2 separate regions of the Gossypium hirsutum genome follow, and region 1 is linked to region 2. Evidence: chromatin contacts called from public Hi-C data. All regions are on one chromosome and are shown on one strand. The core of a region is the stretch at or near the end of the contact, and the rest is flanking DNA. Distances in the headings are between cores, read along the strand shown. Region 1 holds the start of LOC107903817 (ethylene-responsive transcription factor ERF070). Region 2 holds the start of LOC121216750 (isochorismate synthase 2, chloroplastic).

What was found. A called contact is a pair of places that touch in the nucleus more often than the background predicts.
Region 1: a Hi-C map of leaf shows a contact between it and region 2, with 2.4 times the contacts expected there. The contact joins the promoter of LOC107903817 here to the promoter of LOC121216750 in region 2. A contact is called at or near these places in 3 of 34 Hi-C or Micro-C datasets (all in leaf).

What each region holds. Positions count from the first base shown.
Region 1 is chrD05:53,409,807-53,413,788 of Gossypium_hirsutum_v2.1, forward strand. It overlaps LOC107903817 (ethylene-responsive transcription factor ERF070), which reads right to left and starts at 1,298. Exons shown (of 4, transcript XM_041092162.1): 1 at 440-1,298; 2 at 298-336. The coding sequence starts at 1,118. The coding sequence ends at 690.
Region 2 is chrD05:53,229,786-53,233,528 of Gossypium_hirsutum_v2.1, forward strand. LOC121216750 (isochorismate synthase 2, chloroplastic) reads right to left here and starts at 1,922. Exons shown (of 14, transcript XM_041092149.1): 1 at 1,533-1,922. The coding sequence starts at 1,907. LOC121216751 (a long non-coding RNA gene) reads right to left here. Exons shown (of 2, transcript XR_005912934.1): 1 at 3,456-3,743; 2 at 2,842-3,155.

The DNA of each region.
Region 1 (3,982 bases), core at 48-2,547, 180 kb after region 2:
TACTAAGAATCCCAATTGCTTCAACTTTCACTCATTTACAAATCAATAACTATTCATTCACTTCTATATTAGAAGACAAAAAAATCCTTAAAAATCTACCGACTTTAGAAATTTAACACAAATTGATCGGTGATAGAATAAAAATTTCCAATAACAAGAGTCAAAATATGTACAAGAAAACAACTGACGTGATGGCTACCTCCAAGAACTCAAAGTAACATAAAAGAACATAAAAACAAAAATGGTAAAGAAAATTTCAAAGAAACAAAAACCAAGTCAAAGCAAGGACATATGTACCTTTAGCAGATTGGTTTTCTTTGCTTTACATTCTTCCACCTGAAAAAAAAAACAAAATATGAAATAATCGCGTTGCTCGTGGCAGTTCAATTTCTGACACCATTTTTAAGGTTTACAAGAGGAGAAAGGATGGTGAAATTACCTTGAACTTTGAACGCTTCTTCAAATTTAGTTAACAAAAATCGTTAGTTCTAGTTTACAAAGTAGGAAATGGTGTTAAAAAAGATGTACAATATCATGATCCGATGAAGGAGAAAACAAGAGGAACAAATGTTCGCAGGTTATTACATGCATAAAGTCAAAGATACAAAAACTAAAAAGCCCTAATAACATAAACATCGAGAACACCAAAGGGCAAAAGGGGATAAAGAAGGTTAACATTTACAGAAAATTCAGGACTGAACAGCGTTGCAATCAAGCAACTTAAAGTTAGTAGGAGCGTTAGGTCCACGCAGCTTAACCGCCGCTTGATCATAAGCAACGGCAGCTTCTTCCGCCGTATCGAAAGTCCCCAGCCAAAGCCTCATCCTCCTTCCGTCCCTAATCTCCGCCGCCCATCTCCCCCACGGCCTTTGTCTAACCCCTCGGTACCTCTTCACCTTGCTCTGGCTCGACCCAGCTATTACGTCGTTCTCTTTTGTCGAAACTCCGATAGTGATTTCGTTGACAAGCTTTTTCTTCGGTCGCTTTTGGATTTTCTTCGGAGAGGCCGCTTCTTCGTCGCTGGAAGAGTCGGTAGCGTCGGCGTCGGTAACGGTAATTCGGACAATTCGCCGGGAAATCGGTTGTTGGGGTTTTCCGTTCGGCTGCGGCGGCGACATAATTTTAGGGTTGTTTTTTTTTATAATTTTTTAAATGAGAAAGAAGGTGAAATTATTTGGTTCATATTTAAATTTATTTTTTGTGTTGGAATATTCTTTTGAATTAAACCGTGCAGCGTGCCATTCCGGCACTTCCACCAGTACGCTCCTACATAAAAAGTTTACAAAATGCTTATAGGTTACCGGTTAAAATAGAGATTTTAAGAATTTTGATACAATGTTTGAGGTTTGGTTATATTGATAATAAAAATAAAAATAAAAATAAAAATAAAAAAGTTTTAGGTATTTTGATAAATTAATTATTTTGGTAAAATGTTAGATATTTTAGTAAGTTCATATAAAAATTGATAAATTGATAGAAATATTGATAAAATCTTAGATAATTTGGTAAATCCAAAAAAATATGGGTAAATTCATACAAATTATGATAAAATCATTAGAAATATTGATAATTGTTAAGATTTGGTATACCATTAGAAATTTTGAAAATATTAGTAAAATCTTCAAATATGTTGATAAATCCTTAGAAATATTGGTAAATCTTTAGATATATTGATAAGTCATTGGATATTTTGGTAAAGTTAGAGAAATTTTGGTACTTGTTAAGATTTGGTATAAGGTTTAGAAAATCTGGAAGTATTTGTAAAATTTTAGAAATTTTGGTAAATCGTTAGATATTTTTGTGAAACATTAAAAATTTTGGTAAATCATTAGATGTTTCGGTAAAACCTTAAAAATTTTGATAATTTGTTAGACATATCGGTAAATCCTTATAAATTTTGATAAACTGTTAGATATATTTGTAAATCGCCAAATATTTTGGTAAATTCATAGAAATATTGGTAAAGTTTCAAAAATATTGGTAAATCGATGGAAATTTTGATATATTGTTAGATATTTTGGTAAATTCTCAGAAATATTGGTAAATTGTTAGATTTATTGGTAAGTCCTTAGAAATTTTGGTAAATCATTAGATATTTTGGTAAAGTCATAGAAATTTTGGTATTTGTTAAGACTTCACATGGTGTTTAGAAAATTTGAAAATATTGGTGAAGTCTCATAAATATTGATAAAAAGATAAAAATTTTGATAAATCGTTAGATATATATTGGTAAGTTCTTAGAAATATTGGTAAAGTCATAGAAATTTTGGTAATTGTTAAGACTTGATGTAGAATTTAGAAAATTTGGAAATATTAGTAAAATCTTAGAAAATATTGGTAAAATGATAGAAAATTTGGTAAATTGTTAGATATTCTGGTAAATGTAACACCCCAAACCTAGCATAGGAGTTCAAGCCAAATCTGGACGGGTTGCACCAACGTATTGAAAATTGATTTCAGTAATTATTCAGAAAATATTCAAAACTTTACTTGATTCGTGGTGAAAACTCTTTTCAAAGTTTCACGTTGAGAATCAAAATTCATTTTGTCGACTTGAGTGATTTTGTAGTTTAGTGTTAGAAATTATCAACTACTGATGAATTTAGCAAAAACTAATACGAGCTCAGAAATAGATTACAAACTCAAAAGACCAAAATTTTTTTTACATTATTGCAAAACAATCCTAGCTCCCACACACCATCCGGTCCAAAGTTAGAGACTTACTTGAACACACAAAGACAAAACAAAAGGTGAGCTATAAAGCCCAGTGTATAACCAACATCAATTATAGTTAACAAAACATAGTATATAAATCAGAATAAACACAGCGAATCTAATAGCAAGTGTAATATAATAGAACAACACAACCCAACTAGAACAGGACAAAGCAGAACAAACAGAACAGAGCAGAGCAGAATAGGACAGAACAAAGCAAAACCAAACAGAGCTATGCAGAGGATGTGTGTTATGCAGATGCGGTATTTTTCAAACAAATCAGAATATAGATTTATCATAAAACATCCTACCCAACTCCACTACATACCAAAATAAAGTTCCCCCAAAACTTGTCCAGCCGAATCACACTAATAGATAATTGTGTTCAATGCTACCAGTATTTTGCAATTAAAACTGCTAGATTAAATACATGTGGTCAAGCCACTATAGCGCAGGCAAGCTGCTAGAACAGAATTGTGGATAAACCACTAGATAATGCAGATTATTAAACTGCAAAAAATTTCCTCCTTTCACATCATCCCAAATCCCATGCAGTATGTCATGGTATGCACATACAGAGTTAGTGTAATAAGTATGTAGGTCATGCTATCAAACTATAACAGAATCAGTAGGCATGAGAGTCCATGCTTTGTAAAACAAATTTATCAAACCTCAGCAGATCACATCAGATTGTCATGAAGTCACATGCATGGTTATATATATATGAATCAATATCAATCGATTCAACATATTTGGATATCACATTTTCTTAATCAACAGAGTGACGTAGAGGCGTACCATCAAACTTAATAGAATACAGATCGTACCTGGATAGTTCGCATGCATTAAGAAAAAGCACATTACGTTCTGATAAGCCCTACTTATTTAGGTTCAAACATAGCAGATATATGTACAGATCACAAGTTGTTCATCATCAATGTAACAACCTATTTTCAGTTAAATCAAAACAGTAGTTTCGGGACCACAAATTCAAAGTAAAAAATTTTAGTTTAATATTATTTTATAGTCTACAGTATGATAGAAATATTGTATAAAAATTTCGTTAATAAATTTTACCGTTTACATACCTAAATTGATAAAAAAAAGACTAAATTACATAAAGTGCCCTTGTGTCTTTTAAATTAAGCAAGTCAGTATGCTCACACGGCCTAACACACGGGCGTGTGTCTTGGCCGTATGACCCAAGTTAGGGAGTTACTTGGGCACAGACACGGGCTGGAATACGGTTGTGTGTCCCTATTTCGAA
Region 2 (3,743 bases), core at 672-3,171:
CCAATTTGTTTTCTTTTCTACTAAACACAATTTTTCTTCTCTCATAAATAATTAAAAAGCAAATCTCAACAAAAACCTAAAACCCAATATATATTGGGAGGTGCAGCCAGGTCACACCCAAAAAGATTTCCATTTTTTTTTTCAGGCATCGATGCTACCACACATGGTGACACCAAAAAAAAATCAATTTTTTTTTGTACACTTAACACCAATGCTGCCACAAAACTAGGTGACACAAAAAAAAATTCAAAATTTTTTAATAAAATCACCGGCACTGCCACATAACCTGGCGGTACAAAAAACTTAAATTAAAAAAAAAACACACCGATGCCACCACACTGCCTAGAGGCATCAAAATAAAAAGTAATAATTTTTCCTAACATGGGTGCTGCCAATGAGAACGGCGGCACCCAAAAGTATCTGACATGACTTTTTTTATTTTAACACGGATTTTTTTAAAACAAAATTATCTGGTGTCGCTAAAGAAAATAATGACATTCATTAAAATATTTTTTTCCTTTTCTTCTAGAATACCCGTATTTTTAATGAGTATATAGAAAAATGCACACTGATGTCCCCAATGGGAATGAATGCACTAAAAAAAAATTTCTTTCCAAAACCAGCAATCATTGGATAATGATAAGAGAGAATGCCACCAATGGCAATGGCAACACTGATGGTCATTGTAGAAAACAAGCAATACTAATGGTCATTGTAGAAAACAAATCATTTTCCTACAAAATTTTACATCTAAATTATTTTTGTAATTAATCAATTTTTTGGATCAATTATTAAAAAAGAAGCTGATTTTGATGCTTCTATTTCGTCCAACTTTTAATATATATCCCCGTCAATTTTATCATCTTTCAATTATTTTACTTTTCGTACACTACTAAATTATTACTAAATTTATATTTAAACAAAATTATAAAATAAATATTAAATTATTTAAAAATTTTTATTTATATTACTCTGTTGTTAAATTTATTACTGTATGCCTTTTCTATTTGCATCAGCGATATCAATTGAAAGCTCTCTTTTTCATTCTCTACAATTTGTTTTCATGAAACAATTTTAATGTCACAAATTTACGAATTAAAATCCAAAAATCTTTCTTTTCCGATATTTAAAACTGATCGTAATATCGACTTGGATCTAGGATATTTTTTTTACTCATCGATGAGTATTGATCCATCATACCAATCATCCAATCGTACCTTAGAACTTACAAACTAAATTTTAAAAAATGAATTAAATAAAAACATTCAAATAATTTAATTACCATCTTATAATTTTTTAAAGTTAGAATACTAAAAACATAAACTTAATTATAATTTAGTTGAGTGAAGTTACATGTAATTTTTTTTGTGGATGAAGGGATAAGGAAAATGGAAGAAATGCCACAACCAACCACGTAGCAACAACCCATAATCTCGGAGATAACGACAGAAAGAAATTAGCAAATCTTTGGTGTTCCTGGATGTAGACTAGTATTTGGACCATGTTTAATTATGAAGGAAGGGAAAGTTTACCTGAAGTCGAAGAATGCCAGAGGTAAGAGGAGGAGGGCTGCATTTCAACTCTCTAATGGCTACACTCAACCTCTCCATCGCCTTTGATGGAGATGGAACGACAGTTAATGTGCGCGTCTCTATGCTGCCTATAGGGAGTTTGGGGTCTCCTTCGCACCCATTCATCCATGCTACTACTCTCCTAGCCTCATTTCCAAACATTCCTTTTCCGTAAATTAGAAAGAAGACAGAAAGTATAGAATTACGTTGTGAAACACTGGGAGGAAATAGATGGAATGAGTGTGAAGGGAATAAAATAAATACTGATGCATTATTCGTTTCCAAATTTTTCTTTTCTTCCACCTGTTCAATGAAAATCTCACCAGCCAATCCCATTGCATGAAAAAATATTAAATGGGCCCTTTTTATCATATTATCTATTGTCTTCGTCTGCTTCCTTTCTTTTTAATTGCCCAGTCATGTAAATTTCTGTTGTCTTCATCTGCTTCCATTCTTTTTCTTTTTCTCGGTTCTTGTACTGTTTTACACAAAAATCCCGTTTTTTAAATTAATTTTTGGATAAGCCCGGTTTTTTTTGTAAAATTACAGGATTGAACCGAAATAACGAAAACGATTTCAACCTATTCTTATTTAACAATATTATGTTGAAAATTCTATATTAAGTAAAAAATTAAAATGATTATCAAACACATTTGAAATATTAAATGTTGAAACTTTTTATTTTCAATGAATTTTTTTCAATTGTTTACCAAACACACACACTGGGATAGTTTTTATTTAATAAATTATAATTAATAGACTTACTTATATGAAATAACTATAAATTTACTAAAATTTTCGACAATATGTTGTTAGGGAGAATTAATTTAGAAAAAAATGTACTTCATAATTATGATTGTTGCTGTTATAAGTGAAAAGTTGTTATAGAATGTTAAAATAAAACATATAACATGTGGTTGTTATAGAGAAAGTTGACTGTAATAGTAATAGTAGTAATTGCTATTGTTGTTAGTAGTAGTAGTAGTTTATAACGTTGGTATGTAATAATATTTTATTATGTAGAAAGTCTAACTAAATATAATTATTAGCGAATAGATGTATTGTAAAAATATAACTTTTGTACGTAAAGTTAAAGATATAACTTTATATAAGTTACTTTCAAAATAACACAACCCGGTAAAAATGTATCTTATCGAAAGATACATCCATATGAAAATATATCTCATGAAAAGATACACCTATTAGATGTCTATATAAAGGACTTTTTTATTAGTCTTTTTTACTATTCTACTTGTTGAGGGTTTTGTTGTATCTTGAAAGCATTTTTAAATTTTTAAGGGAATGTATTTACACGCTTTAAAACTGTTATATTTTAGTAATATTGTTTTACTTTTCTTATTTCAATTTTTCTATTTAACTTTTGTAACAATTGTAATAAGCCCAATTGGCCCGGGCCCTTTATAAAACAAAAATGGGCCGTCCAAGCCCAATAATCCTAAACCTAGCCCAACTAACATCCCAAATTCCCCAAACCCTAGCCGCATGTTTGCTCAGCGCCTCCAGCACTCTCTAGTTGCCGCACGTCTCGGAGCCTCTTCCCTGCGCCGTAATCTCCACGAATACCTGCATAACAGATTCAAAGAGTCCAATAGAGAAATAATAGGGTAAAGAAATCAGTTTCGGGCTATATATAAAGCCGTGTTATTCTGTAAAAGAGGGGGAATTTTCGGTAAAAGATATATGAAAATAGAGGGGAAAATACAAAGAAAAACTGAATACCAGTACTTTTCTTCGAATACAAGGGTGATTTTTATTTCGTTTTACTTTGTAGTGTTGTTGTTCTTTCATTCTTATTTGAATATATACATATATTTTACATATTTTTTTTTATTTTTTTACTTAAAATAAAAAAGGAAAGCCTACCTTTTCGCCGGAGCCACCGTGCCGCCACCATCTCCGTCGCAATCAAGGCTTGGGTGAAGGAGCAGGTGATCGACGACGCTAAAAAGGTTGAAGAAACCCTAGCAGGGTGAATAAAAGGGCAGCATTTAGTTTTATTTTTTTAAAATGGGCTATCAGAATTTTAAAAGGGAAAACTTTGATTTAAATAGTGTTAAAAAAACGGCGCCGTTTCACCAAGGAGGATCCGCATGTTCTGCCCTTAAATGGGATATTTTTGCTATGGGTCCTTCCTTTTTGTGGCGCACTTCA